Regions from separate parts of the Mus musculus genome. Here regions 1 and 2 are each linked to region 3. A link is a contact called in public promoter capture Hi-C data. All regions are on one chromosome and are shown on one strand. The core of a region is the stretch at or near the end of the contact, and the rest is flanking DNA. Distances in the headings are between cores, read along the strand shown.

Region 1 (4,408 bases), core at 1,387-3,886, 210 kb after region 3:
TCCTACAGTGTACTTACATATAATAATAAATCTGTGGACTGGAGTGAGCGGGGCTGAGCAAGTGGGGCCGGAGTGAGCAGAGGTCCTGAGTTCAATTCCCAGCAATCATATGAAGGCTCACAACCATCTGTACAGCTACAGTGTACTCACATACATAAAATAAATAAGTAAATCTTTAAAAAGAAAACAAAAACAAAAAACAAAAATTTCAATTCTATCTGCCTCTATGTGTTATAGAGAAAGAGGATTTGGCTTTTTTAACCTCAACCCCTCTCTGATCAGCCCACAGTTCCCAGTGCATTTAACCCTGTGAATACTATGTAACTGAGTCATACCACATACCATGGTGTCATGTCTATTCTTACAAAATGTTTTACCTGTAATTACAATTACTTTTTGTTGGTTTTTTTTTTTTTTTTTTTGCTTGCTCAGTTTTTTGTTTTCTTATCCCCAAATTCACATCAACACCTGGATTTACTCACTCACCCATGGGGAGTGGCTGGTAGCTGTCTGCATAACTAGTGCACTCTCATTAGCCTAGGAATTCTCTTTCCTTTCATCCTGCTCCTGAATCCCATATCCAAAGCAAGTTTTGAGTAACCAAGTAAGTAAGTCTATTAGGGATAAATAGCCAGGCTTGGTGGCTCCTGCCTGTAGTCATGCCATCAGAGAGCTGGAGAGAAGAGAGAGGATCAAGAGTTCAAGGCCAAAGATACTTGCTGAGTTTGAAGACAGCCTTTGTTACAGGAGATTAAAACAAAACAAACAAACAAAACTACAACAAAAACCAACTCAACAAAACTGACTAGTGAGAACTACAGAAGTGGGCAAGAGATGGCTCAGTGGCTAGGAGAACACACTGCTCATCTTGAGGCTCCGAGTTCAATTCCCAGCACCCACCCAGCTGGCTTACAGCTCCCAGGGATCTGACCCCTGACCTCTGCAGGCACTGCACTCAATGCACACAGATAGATCTTTTTATTTTTAATGTAAAGAGAGAAGCAGAGGCAGGTGCTACAAATAAACAGAGAAGGCAGTTCATAAACACTAAGGCTCTGAATCAAGACAGCAGCATGGTGGGGACTCCCAGCTTCTAAGTGTGTGAGATGACTGGACGTGTGCACATACTCCTTACAGGCTCTGCCCTAAGAGAGAGATAGACCATCAACACCCTGACAGCATATGTTCCTATCTGATGCTCAGATCTTGATTTCTTTTTTTTTCTTTTTTCTTTTTTTTTTTTTTAGTTTTTCGAGACAGGGTTTCTCTTTGTAGCCCTGGCTGCCCTGGAACTCACTCTGTAGACCAGGCTGGCCTCGAACTCAGATATCCACCTGCCTCTGCCTCCCGAGTGCTGGGTTTAAAGGCATGCGCCACCACACTCAGCAGATCTTGGTTTCTCTAGTAACTCATCTCCACTATAAAAGAAACGACTGCTCCTTACAGAAATAACTGATATCAGGAATGCATAGGAAAACATAAGATAAATACACTAACAAGCAATGACGCATGCAAAACCTGAAGTTCAGCATAACTTCTGAAAAGGACGTTATCTTCAAGGGTCACATTTGGAGTAATGTGGGCACCAAATAAAAACCAGTAGTTACTGGAGCAGCAGAGATGGCTCAGTGGGTAAGAGCACTTGATCTTGCAGAGGACCTAGGTTCAGTTCCCAGTAACCACAATCCACGCTATGTATGCTTTCTGAAATCAAGTCATCTCTCCATCAATAGTATTATTACCCACTCAAAAATTATAATTCAACAGATTTAACCAAATAAAGAAACAGGTATCTTAACATCCACAGGCCTCCGGACTAGTCACTCACATCTAAGACGGGAGAACTGGGAAAGACCACTTTGAGATCCTATGTACACACTGGGTCATGGCAACTGTCACATTAAATCTACACACACCACAACTTAATATCTAAGGGGATAGGCTTTCAGAAAATTATTTCAATTATTCCCCTTCCATTTCAAACATTTAATCAATTACTGCAAGTAAGACTAGAGCCTAAACAAGACTAGCTATTTTACCACAGAAGAGTTCATAATCTTGGAGTTGTAATTTTAAACTACCCTGCTTACCTCCCCTACTAAAGGCAAATACCAAACACTTTGCCTCTTCTACCACCCATCCACCCATCCATCCATCCACCCACCCATCCATCCATCCATCCATCCATCCATCCATCCATCCATCCATCCATCCATCCATCCATCCATCCATCCATCCATCCATCCATCCATCCATCCATCCATCCATCCATCCATCCATCCATCCATCCATCCATCCATCCATCCATCCATCCATCCATCCATCCATCCATCCATCCATCCATCCATCCATCCATCCACACATCCATCCATCCATCCACACATCCATCCATCCATCCATCCATCCACCCATCCATCCATCCACCCACACATCCATCCATCCATCCATCCATCCATCCATCCACCCACCCACCCACCCATCCATCCATCCATCCACTCACTCACTTATTTTTCTGCAGTACTAAGGACAAAACCCAAACGCTGTATGCTAGGCAAGCTCTCTACCATACCCCAGACTTTCAAATGCTTTTTAATGAGAACATTTTAATATATTGCAAGCTACATCTGCCTAGCAACAGGTTATAAACGTATGTTATCCTACTTCTGTTCCCATGGAAACAGTCATGAACAGAGCTGGGGCAGCTGTATGAATCAGGAAAAGAATCCCAAGAGAATCATAAATCAGCTTGGGTAGAAAGCAACGCTCCAAAGGTAAAAATACTGTCCACTGTGCTCCCATCAGAACCCACAAATTCCAAAAACCCTTCCATTGTGATCTCCTTCTTAACCCTGCCACAGCCCAGCTTCAGCAGCGACATCTCTGCCTGCACTGACACTGACCTCAGACTCTCTACTTGTGTTCCACTCCCAGAACTGGTCACAGATTTCTTGGTATTTATGACCTAGCAAATTTGTCAAAATAACTTGAAAACAAGGTAGAAACTGCTTTACATTGTAAATCTGTAATCTGGAAGAAAGCTAAATGGTCTTATTGGCTTTGTAAACTCCTCTTTTTTTTAAGTACTGACAGTTAAGGAAATAGAAGTGTACAATCCAAATTTTGGAAAAGACAACTGTAAGCTTAAATATTTATTTCTGGTGCTTAAAATTAAGAGAACTAGCCAAGTGGTTAATTTACTTACTTACTTAATTAATTAATTAACTAAAAGAACCCAAGACTCAAGAGGCAGAGGCAGGTAGATTTCTGAGTTTGAGGCCAGCCTGGTCTATAGAGTTCCCTGTTTCAAAAAACAAAAACAAAAAGATTAGAACTCTAAAAAAACAAAAACCAAAATACCAAAAAAAAAAACCCCAAAGTTCTGCCAAAGCAGCCATAGAAAACAAATGAACAGGGGGATTTTACATTGTTGAAAATTTTTTTTTAATTTGATAGGATCCTGTGTGGCCCACCCAGCCTCAAGCATCTAATTCTCCTGCATCTGCCTCTTAATGCAGGCTGTGTGCTGCTCTCCACACATGGGCAAGATAACTTCTTTTCTTTTTTTTTTTTTTTTTTTTTTTTTTTTTTTGGTTTTTCGAGACAGGGTTTTCCTGTGTAGCCCTGGCTGTCCTGAAACTCACCTGTAGACCAGGCTGGCCTCGAACTCAGAAATCCACTACCTCTGCCTCTGTGTCCCAAGTGCTGGGATTAAAGGCATGCACCACCACCTTAGATAACATCTTAGATAACTTTTCTATAAGCTGTAAAAATACTAATCACATAAAGGAATTATTGGTGAGCAAAATCTGTTTGAAAAAATAACCTTTCTGGGCTGGAGAGATGGCTCAGTGGTTAAGAGCACTGGCTGCTCTTCCAGAGGTCCTGAGTTCAATTCCCAGCAACCACATGGTGGTTCACAACCATCTATAATGGGATCTGACGCCCTTTCTGGTGTGTCTGAAGACAGTGACAATGTACTTCCATAAAATAAAAAAATAAAAACCCTTTCTCCTGACAGACAAACAAACAAGAACTAGATATGGCTCAGAATTCACTATGAGAGGCTGAGACTTTTGAGATCAGAGGGTTGAGAGTTCAAAGTCTAAATGACAAGGATGACCCACAAGGCAGCCTGGGCAATACTGTGAGACTTTGGTTAAAAAGAAAATCATTTCAGTTAAAACTTTTACACAGACAGAGAATCTCACCATCAAAAAAGAAAGACATGGGGCTGGTGAGATGGCTCAGGGGGTAAGAGCACCCGATTGTTCTTCCGAAGGTCCAGAGTTCAAATCCCAGCAACCACATGGTGGCTCACAACCATCTGTAATGAGATCTGACGCCCTCTTCTGGTGTGTCTGAAGACAGCTACAGTGTACTGAGATATAATAAATAAATAAATAAATAA
Region 2 (4,652 bases), core at 1,264-3,763, 240 kb before region 3:
CATTCTGTGGCCACATGATGACTTCCAAGCCAGAATTGTATAACAAGACCAGGATCAGAAAACAAATAACAAAACCAACAACTTCCCACTAAGTGATGGCTGCGTCCTTGGGGCCTCTTGATATTCGTGTATCTGTGAGGCTGTAACCCTGGGCACATACTGATTTTAAATGACTGCATCATCTTGGGTGAGTTGCATCTGTCCCTAATCAAACTCTGCCAAGGTCTCCTTGAGCTGTCACTTCCTCCTCTGCTTAGCACCTGCTTCTTGCTGACTCAGAACTGTTCACTCCCCCGTACGCATCCTTTAGTGTTCTTCATGTGTGTCTGTGGCCAGTAGTGTTACTGCAGCGGGAGGTTAAAACACTCAGTGTGTCTGCGTCTGTCTGTGGCTTAGTCTACTACTGCAATTATTGAAATATTTCCACTTCTCTACCACATTAACTGTTAGAGCAGTTTGTTCCACCTTTTCTATATATTTTTTTTAATTTGGTTTGTTTTGTTTTTGAGACAGGGTCTCCCTACATAGCCCTGGCTGTTCTAGAGCTCTGTGTAGATCAGACTGACCAGCAACTCACAGAGATTCACCTGCCTCTGCTTCTTGGGATGCTGGGATTAAAGGCCTGTATTACCACAGTGGGCTTCTTTTTTGTTTGTTTTGAGGCTAACATAGCCCTGGCTGGCCTTGAATTCAGACATCCATCTGTCTCTGTCTCCTGAGTTCTGGGATTGCAGATGTGAACCATCATGTCCAACTCTTTTCTGTCGTTCTTCCTGGTCTTCTGGTGTTTAACACCCGTGGGATAACCCATGTAGAGCAAGAGAGACGCCTACCACAGCCTTCCTTTTCCCTCATTGCCTCAGCTTCTCAGTAACACCTAGATGTTTCTCTTTTTGGCCTTGGTCAGGGTTTTTCTATTTCTTCAGTTTAGTTTGTGGGTATGATGGTTAGTCTGTCAGCTTGGCTGAGCTAACAGGCACCTAGCATTAGTGAAACTCCCCTGTATGTCTGAGGGGGACTGATTCCAGAGAGGAGTACCCTGAAGGACAGTGACCGAGGACAGTCCCATAACGAATATGGGTGGCATCTTCCAGCCAGTGGCCCAGATAATGAGTTCTAAGGAGAAGCAGTGCTGAGGGTACCTCCCTTTGCTGCTTCCTGATTGGCTGGAGTGACCGACACCTGCTGACTCCAGACTCCAGCTTCTTCAGTGGTCCAAAGTGGACTCAAAACCAGCCGCTCTCCAGGGACTAAATTCTCTAGGCTTTAAGCACCTCTGTGGGAGCTCTGAGGCTCCCAACTTCCCAGGTTAAGAAGGTTCTGGGTCCTCCGCCTCTCCAGAGCACAGAGAGCCATTGTTGGACTCCAGTCATATTATATAAGTCAACTTCATTCATTCATTCATTCATTCATTTATTTGTTTATTTCAAGATCAGGTCTTACCTAACCTAGGCTGGCCTTAGTGTAAACTCATTTGGATGGCTTTAAATTTTTTTTTCTTTTTTTTTTTTTTTTTTTTTTTTTTCAATGCTGGCTGTGGTGGCTTACAACTTTTATCCCAGCACATGGGAGGCCAGCCTGGTCTACTTTGTGAGATCTTGTCTCAAAACAAAACAAACCAAACCAAACCAAAAATAAACAACAACAACAACAAATATTACAACATAAAATCTTTACCTTAGTGATTGGTAGACGCTTGGAGCAGTGGCTCAGTGGTTAAGCACTTGCTGCTCTTCCAGAGGACCCAAGTCCAGTTCTTAGCACCCATATTAGGCTCCCAGCTGCCTCTTAACTCCAGCTCCAAAGGATGCACTGCCCTCTTCTGGCTTTGGAGGGAATTTTCACATATCACACACACACACACACACACACACACACACACACACACACACACACACACACACACACACACATCTAAAAACCCAAAAGGATTGAGAGAAAGCCTCTATTCAAAGCAGTGTCTCCCAAATGCCAGCCAGGATGAGAGGTGCACGCCATCATGGCTGCCTGGGGCTTGTGTGCCTTCCCTACCACCTTTCCTAGCACTCCCTATGTCTTCTTGTGAGATGGGGCCACATGTAGGTCAAGCTGGCCTCAAGCTCCTCTATCACACCATGCCCCTCTGAGGACAACCTGGGTCACCATGTCTGGTTGGCGCTGCCCTTCTCTCTCCATCTCTTGCATCTGGCACTTTCAGTTTCAGTTTCTGTCTTCGTAGTCCTCCTCCTCCTCCTCCTCCTCTTCCTGTCTTAGTCCTCCTGTTCCTAGGAGGCTTCCTCCCTGCGATCCTCCCATCTGCTGATGTGTGCCTTGCTGTGCCCAGTCGGCCCTTTATTTATTGCATTCTGAATTTCCTGCTGTGTTTTCCGAGGCTGAGCTTTCTTGCTCGGTTCCTTTCTCCGGTCGCCCTCTTTCCTATTGTTATTTGTGGGTTGCTAGTATCTCCCCTCACCCTGCCTGCTCTGCTTAGTCGCCTGGTCCTAGCATTCCACTGCAGCCAGTACAGTGTGGAACACAGTCCATGCTCCATGTCCTTTAGACTAGTCCTGCCCTGTGTGGGCTGGGTACTTGGCTTTGCACACACTTGGAGACATCAGCTACTCTGCCAGGCTTGTTCAGTGGGGTGGGTGGTTGAACCCAGACTATGCCTGCAGGTCAAGGTCTGCTTTCCCTAGGGAGGGAGACTAGGTCAGCTTCCAAAGAAGGATAAAAGGTTGGCAGTATCCTCAGGAGGTCAAGCGGCCTCAACCAGGCCACCAATAAATTATGGGAACAGGATTGACCATCGTGACTCCTCACGGCTGCCAGCCTTAGTATTCTTGCCACACTAGGTCACTGGCTGTGGGAAGTGTGGATTTCCTGGACCATTTACATTCCCTGGAACTCGAGAGGAGGGAGGTGAAACTCATGCCAACACACACCCTTAGATTTGACTGGCCTGGGCCTGTCTGTGTTCCCGTTTCTGCGGTGGTAGATGAAAGGCCAAGGGGACAGTGACCTTGGCTGTTATGTCTGTCACAGCCTCCTTCCTACTTCCTGATGTGTCTGTCTTTTGCTTAAGGGTCATGCCCTCATTTGATGAGTGTTATGATTAAAACAGAAAATTCTCCTTCTACCTTGCAGGTCTCTGAGGATAGAAAAAAAATCAGGTCACGGGGACTGTATAAAATGCAGGATAATTAAGGTTTAAAGCATACATCCTTCTGCAGATGGCCTGGAGCTTGAAGGAGAGGCCATGAGCTGACTGGGTACTGCCAGCTTGGGGCTGTGGCCTTTGGAGAATGTTGGCACCGATCTCCTCACCCAACCCCCCGCCCTTGGGAAAAGCAGCCTGACCTTGCTATCCAGCCTTACTGCTTCAGAGAGTAACATTTAAATTCATCCCCACACTTCCCCAACTGCCCGGGAGATGTCCTCTGTCAAGTCGGGAATTTGGGTCAGCTGTTCCTCAAAGAAGTTCATAGCCCCAGCAGCAGTCAGTGGGTAATGTTTGAGGAGGGTTGTCAGGGGTGTGTTCGGTGGCAGGGGTAGGCCTGGAGAAGGATTGGGTCACAAGCTTAGCCTCTTTCTTCCTTCCTTTCTTTCTTTCTTTCTTTTTTTTTTTTCTTTTTTTTTTTTTTTTTTTTTTTTTTGTATTTTCAAGACAGGGTTTCTCTGTGTCATTCTGGCCATCCTAGAACTCGCCCTGGAGCCCAGGCTGGCCTTGAACTCAGAGCTCCACCTGCCTCTGCCTCCTGAGTGTTGGGATTAAAGGCGTGCGCCACCACGCCCGGCTAAATTTAGGCTTTTTTTTTTTTTTAAGATTTATTTATTTATTATATGTAAGTACACTGTAGCTGTCTTCAGACATACCAGAAGAGGGAGTCAGATCTCATTACGGATGGTTGTGAGCCACCATGTGGTTGCTGGGATTTGAACTCAGGACCTTTGGAAGAGCAGTCGGGTGCTCTTACCTGCTGAGCCATCTCACCAGCCCAAATTTAGGCTTTTGATATCTGCTTTTTAATTTTACTTTTTGGTGAGTTATATTGTTTATTTATTTATTTTTTGTTTTTGAGGTAGAGTCTCATGTAGCCCAGGCTGGCCTCAAATTCACTATGTAGCTGAGGGTGACCTTCAACTTCCTGACCTTCCTGTCACCCTCTCTAATATCGGGATTACAGTGTGCAGACAAACCTAGTCTATACGACCCAACCCAGGGACGCACACATGCTTGCTGAGCACTATCACCTGAGTTACAGCCCCAGCCCACTTTTTCTCAGGCGCTAAGACAAGGTCTCTCTATGAAGCCCAGGTTGTCCTTCAACTCCGGATGCTTCTTCTGCTTTTGCTCCTGAGAGCTCAGATTACAGCAGGCATTACAGGCAGCATTATCCCTTGTTTGTTCCAGCCTCAGCCCGAGGCAAGCATCTACCACTGAGCTCCAAAGACAGCTCTTGGCTTCCCGGCACGTGGTTGCTGTGGTTGCTAAACTATGTTGCCCAAGCTGGCCTTGAACTCTTGACTGCCCTTCCTCTACCTCCCAAGTGCCGGGTTTTTAGTTATGCACACCCATATGAGGCTTGGTATTTGCCCTCTCTGTAATGCTGTTATTGACCTCTCAGAGTGGCATGTTCTAAGCATTGCCATCGCCAGAGGATATAGAGAAAAAG
Region 3 (4,574 bases), core at 1,491-3,990:
TGGAGCACTTGGGGCGGGAGGTGACATTGCCAGCACCCATCACTTGGAGAAAGTATAAGACAAGGTCTCCCGGGTCTTAGAAGCCAGACTTTAAAATATATCCATTTGCCACTGGGGAAGCGGCTTCAGTTTCAGAGAGAGGGACGCAGGAGAAGGAAGGACATCTAAGAGTGATTTTAGCTAGTTTCGAGGCTCCACTACGGGATCATCTCACCGTTCAAATCCAGTTCTGAGCTAGGACTGTGCTGTGCGGAAGGGAAAGACTGATCCGACACTATTTCCTGGTTCCCCAAGCCTCGGGACCTCATCCCTCCATCTTTGTCCCAGAGCTTAGGGAGACGGGGCCACGGGAGCTGCTCCTCACAGGGCCATCAGGTACCAGTCATCACCCACAGCCCAGGCTCTTGTCCCCACTTGGCCTTGCTAGAGCTTCAGACCTGTCCAAAGGCTCACCCTAGACAGAGGAGATGACATAGGCCAGGTACACCCACGCCAAGGGACTCCACCCACGGGTGGGAACAGACATGATGTATTGTAAGCACAGTGGCACCTCAGGATGGGCGCTCTCTCTCTCTCTCTCTCTCTCTCTCTCTCTCACACACACACACACACACACACACACACACACACACACACACCATGTGAATGGAATGTATTCTTATAAAGAACAGGGCTGGGGTAGAACTCGGGGATGGAACACCTACCTACCTAGCATTTGTGAGACCCTGGGTTCTGTCCCTAGCATCACAATAAACGAACAGAACGGAAGAGGAAATAAGACGAGATTGTAGAAAGCTACCCCACTAGGGACCTAGCACTAGTAGATAAACACCAGGCCTGGTCTAGCTGTGGGTGTTCAGTGACAGGTGGCCACATCCAGGCTCCACAGAAGACGGCAGAGGAGTCCAGGGGAAGGGTGGACATCCAAGTACCAAATTACTGTCTGAGGGAGGCTGAGGCAGAGACATGAAACAATGGGGAGAGCTTTCCAGACCTGAGCTTGGGAAAGCAGACTTCAGCGGAAGCGCCAGCAAGCAGAACCTAATCCACACATGCAGGTATGCTTGATATCAAAGACAGAGACTATCCCAGCTTCCAAGATATGAACAGACAATAAATGGCTGGAGCCATGGCCCACTGGTTAAGGTTCAAGACTGCTCTTACAAAGAATGCAGGCTCCCGGTCCACATGGTGGCTCACAACCGGCTGTGATCTGGCGCCCCCTTCTGGCCTCTAGTGGTTCTGCGTGCACAAGTTGCTTGGAGGATGCTAGTCTTTTTTTGGAGAATTGGAACAGAAGGTGGAACTCCCATGTCATCCCGTTAGGAAATTAGCAAAAGGAAGAGCCAGGCGTGGTGGCGCACGCCTTTAATCCCAGCACTTGGGAGGCAGAGGCAGGCGGATTTCTGAGTTCGAGGCCAGCCTGGTCTACGGAGTGAGTTTCAGGACAGCCAGAGCTACACAGAGAAACACAGTCTAGAAAAACCAAAAGAAAAGGAATTAAGGAAGAAAGGAAGAGAGAGAGAGAGTTCATTCTTAGCTCCAACCACAGGGTCTGAACTAGGGTCTCGGGACCATCAGCCTTTATTTATAAAGCACATAGCCTTAGCATGAGGGGAGGCAGGGGCTGTTTAACCTCTTGCTCCTCACCCTCCGGCTAGCTGGGCCACTGGTAGCTTGTTAACATGGCCTCCAGGAAGGGAAGGGCAGGCACGTTTCCCAGAGCCCACCCTGCACTTAGATACTGTGGGGGAGGGGACAGTGGAGCTGGACTGGGAGACCCCACGTACTCTCTGATGTCCTTTCCCAGAGATTGTCTCTACCCAGAGGCTCCATGGCGGCGCACGACCCAGGGCCAGCCATGCCCGCTGAGGCCACAGCCCCGAGCCTTACCATATCCGAGATGGCGTGACTGTCTCGTACCAGGACCGACACCATCTGCAGCAAGAGGTGGCGTTAGGCGCGAGGCTGACCGACCTCCCCACCTCCAGTTCATCCCCTCAACCCCCCACCAAGGTACCTTGTCCGCCGGGAACTGAACCGCATCTCCCGCGCACGGGGTCCGGTTCTGGTTCCAGTTGGAGGCAGTATCGAAGGAGGTATTGGGGACCCAAAGTTTGTAGGCGGCCCGAGTCATTGCTAAAGAAAGGAAGGCTGAGTGTCGCCTTCTGGGAAGGCGACTTTCCAAAGAGGCGCGGCAGAGGTGCACACAGCGCAAGGCGGTCAGGCCCCACCGCGGCGTTCTCAGGCGCACTCTTAGCTGATCTACAGAACCCGCGCAAACATGCCCTTCTCCTCCCTCGGAACGTCGTCTCTATTCACAGCACTCTGACTGCCCGGGGGGGGGGGGGTCGGAGGGGAATCGGCCCTTAGGAAAGAGCTCTGGCGGGAAGCTCACTGGGGCAGAGAGGGGTCCCAGAGCCCGGAGTTGGCGACCCTGTCCCGATTGTGCACAGAGGAGGCGCCAGGGGCTGGGAGGTCCACGGGAATAGGCTGCGGTTTCTCCACTTCCTGGGCTTTGGAAACTTTACCAACCCACGCCAGAGGACCGGGAAATTGAGGCAGGCTGCCAACGCCACCTCCATATCCCAACCTCTCCTGCGATCGCGACCCTTCCTAGAGAAACCTCAGCCTCAATCAAGGTCCAGACCCAGGGGGACACGGGGCCTACCACAGAGCTGCAGCCACAGCAGGACCCGGCCCAGAGCACCCATCTCTCCGCCGAGGCTCTCACAGATGCGGACTTCGCTCCGAGGGCCCCACGTGACCGGGCGGGGCTGAGGGACAGGGGGCGCCCAGATGTTACACATTTACCTTGGGATCGCCCAGCTGTCTCCTGAGGGCCCTTGGAGGAATCTTCTCAGCGGCTTTAGCATCTGCCCTTTAGGACCCAGGACCCTGGGTACCCAATAAGAGGGTGTCGTCCTGACTTTCCCGGTGACACGGTGTGGAGGTGGCCAAGAACCCTGGAACTCAGCCATCTTTGCCCATCTTCTCCAGGCCTGAAGTCTTAGCCTGGGTGTGTGCTCTGCAGGGATTGTGTGGGTTGCAGAACAGACCGGAAGGGATGTCAAAGGCGCGTGAAGGTCCTGGAAGAGAACAAAGAGAGCTAAGGCAGAGAGTGACGTGCCTGGGTAGGCTGGCCATGAAGGCAGGTTAGAGGTGACAGGCAGGGTGCACGATGAATGGAGAATCACCAGTGAGAGAAATGACGGGTGGGCCAGTCACCAAACGGTGGTGGCAGTGGCTTGAGGAGGGCTTCTGTGAGTACATCATTGACAGTGGCACCTGGTGTTGGATGTTAAATTCCTGATAGCAATGGGGATGACAGTGGCTGGAGAGTGACTGGGCTAATGGTAGAGGGTGGCTCACTGATAGCTGTGGATGAGTGGGTAGGGGACAGTGGGTGGTGGCTGGGTGGGAGTGATGGCAGCTGTAGACATGACTAGGTTGTGTGTGTGGGGGGGAAGAGTGGACCGGAAGGGATGTCTGGTGGATGGCAGACTGAGGATGCTGGGAAAGTGGGGTGAAGATGCTGGTGGGGTCCATCTGCAAGGAGTGTTGGCTGAGGTAACAGGAAGGTCGAGGAGAGGTAACAGATTTTATGTGGGATGAGTGGAAACAGACAGTAGATGAGGCGGGTCCCTTGGCAGGGCCGGAAAGAGGATGGAGATCGGGCAAACGGGGTAATGAGAGGCTACCCCAGGCAAGAAGCTTCCCAGCCCAGAGGTCAACATGTCACTCGGGAGTTGTCTCTTGTCATCCAGCCCCGCCCAGTCACATGTCCCTGTGGGGCAAAAATGGATGCCTGAAGAAGATACCAGGGAGGAGTGTGGGTGAACTGTGGGCAGATGAGGTTTGGTTGGTGGGTTGCATGGTGTGACTTCACAGCCAGCTTAGCAGGTTCACCCCAGACACACCTCTGGCTGTGGCTGTGAAGGTCTCTCCAGACACTGATCGGGCCAGACCTGCACTGACTGTGGAAAGTCTTCCTCTCTGCTTCCTGAGCCATACCACAGCGCGATGTGTATGACATACCAGTATGACCAGCCGCCTCATGCCCTCCCTGCCGTCTCCTCCAACTGTAAGCCCAAACACACTTTTCTTTCCTGAGGCCACCTTTGCCAGGTGTTTTGCCACAGTAGGGGTGTTAGAGGAATCACCTTGGGGTCAAGTTTGTGGTAACGGATGGATGGATGCTGTGACGTCTGTCTGGTGATGGTACACTTGTGAATGGTGGACGGATGTGCGGGTGATGGGAGGCAGAGTTGGAGGGATTGTACAGAGGCAGGAATTAAGTGTTGAGGGAAGTTTGCTCTTGGCCTCCAGCTAGGTCAGGCACAAAGGAGACTCTTGGAGGTCACATTCTTCTTGTCTGTTGTTTTATTCCTGAAGAGGAAGCACTGTCACAGACTGGGCTCTGGCTTTCACTGTTGAGCCAGTTTGACCCATGGGACACAAGTGCTAGGTGGGTGTCCCCATGGTGGTCACATGGGAAGGGCAGTCAGTCAGAGTACCTGGGCAAAGAGGCTTCCCATAAGAAACAGCTTGGAACAACAGCAGAAGGAAGAGTT

Evidence for each region. Promoter capture Hi-C pulls out the DNA fragments that hold promoters and counts their contacts.
Region 1: a contact with region 3 is called in a promoter capture Hi-C map of hippocampal neurons, with 3 times the contacts expected there. The contact joins the enhancer-like site here to the promoter of Amn in region 3. A contact is called at or near these places in 10 of 39 promoter capture datasets (the 3T3-L1 cell line, 3T3-L1-derived adipocytes, cranial neural crest and 6 more), 7 of 115 datasets of contacts at active chromatin or transcription factors (embryonic basal ganglia, embryonic forebrain, embryonic stem cells and 2 more) and 3 of 9 other capture datasets (adipose tissue, liver and pancreatic islet).
Region 2: a contact with region 3 is called in a promoter capture Hi-C map of liver, with 3 times the contacts expected there. The contact joins the enhancer-like site here to the promoter of Amn in region 3. A contact is called at or near these places in 3 of 39 promoter capture datasets (hippocampal neurons and liver), 1 of 484 Hi-C or Micro-C datasets (nephron progenitors), 4 of 115 datasets of contacts at active chromatin or transcription factors (all in embryonic stem cells) and 2 of 9 other capture datasets (liver and pancreatic islet).

What each region holds. Positions count from the first base shown.
Region 1 is chr12:111,062,674-111,067,081 of GRCm38.p6, reverse strand. The region is part of intron 2 of Rcor1 (REST corepressor 1); the gene reads right to left. Among named protein-coding and RNA genes, the nearest start is that of Rcor1, 26 kb to the right of the region's middle. Within about 2 kb of position 2,636, at least 9 of the 459 cell types and tissues checked have an H3K27ac peak or open chromatin away from gene starts, as enhancers often do. A contact at or near this core is called in hippocampal neurons, where this site is marked.
Region 2 is chr12:111,512,607-111,517,258 of GRCm38.p6, reverse strand. No RefSeq gene overlaps it. Among named protein-coding and RNA genes, the nearest start is that of Gm40578, 12 kb to the right of the region's middle. Within about 2 kb of position 2,513, at least 60 of the 459 cell types and tissues checked have an H3K27ac peak or open chromatin away from gene starts, as enhancers often do. A contact at or near this core is called in liver, where this site is marked.
Region 3 is chr12:111,269,262-111,273,835 of GRCm38.p6, reverse strand. It overlaps Amn (amnionless), which reads right to left and starts at 2,740. Exons shown (of 12, transcript NM_033603.3): 1 at 2,672-2,740; 2 at 2,021-2,139; 3 at 1,894-1,938. The coding sequence starts at 2,714. Gm51960 (a long non-coding RNA gene) reads left to right here and starts at 100. Exons shown (of 3, transcript XR_003950150.1): 1 at 100-1,058; 2 at 1,811-2,016; 3 at 2,621-4,574.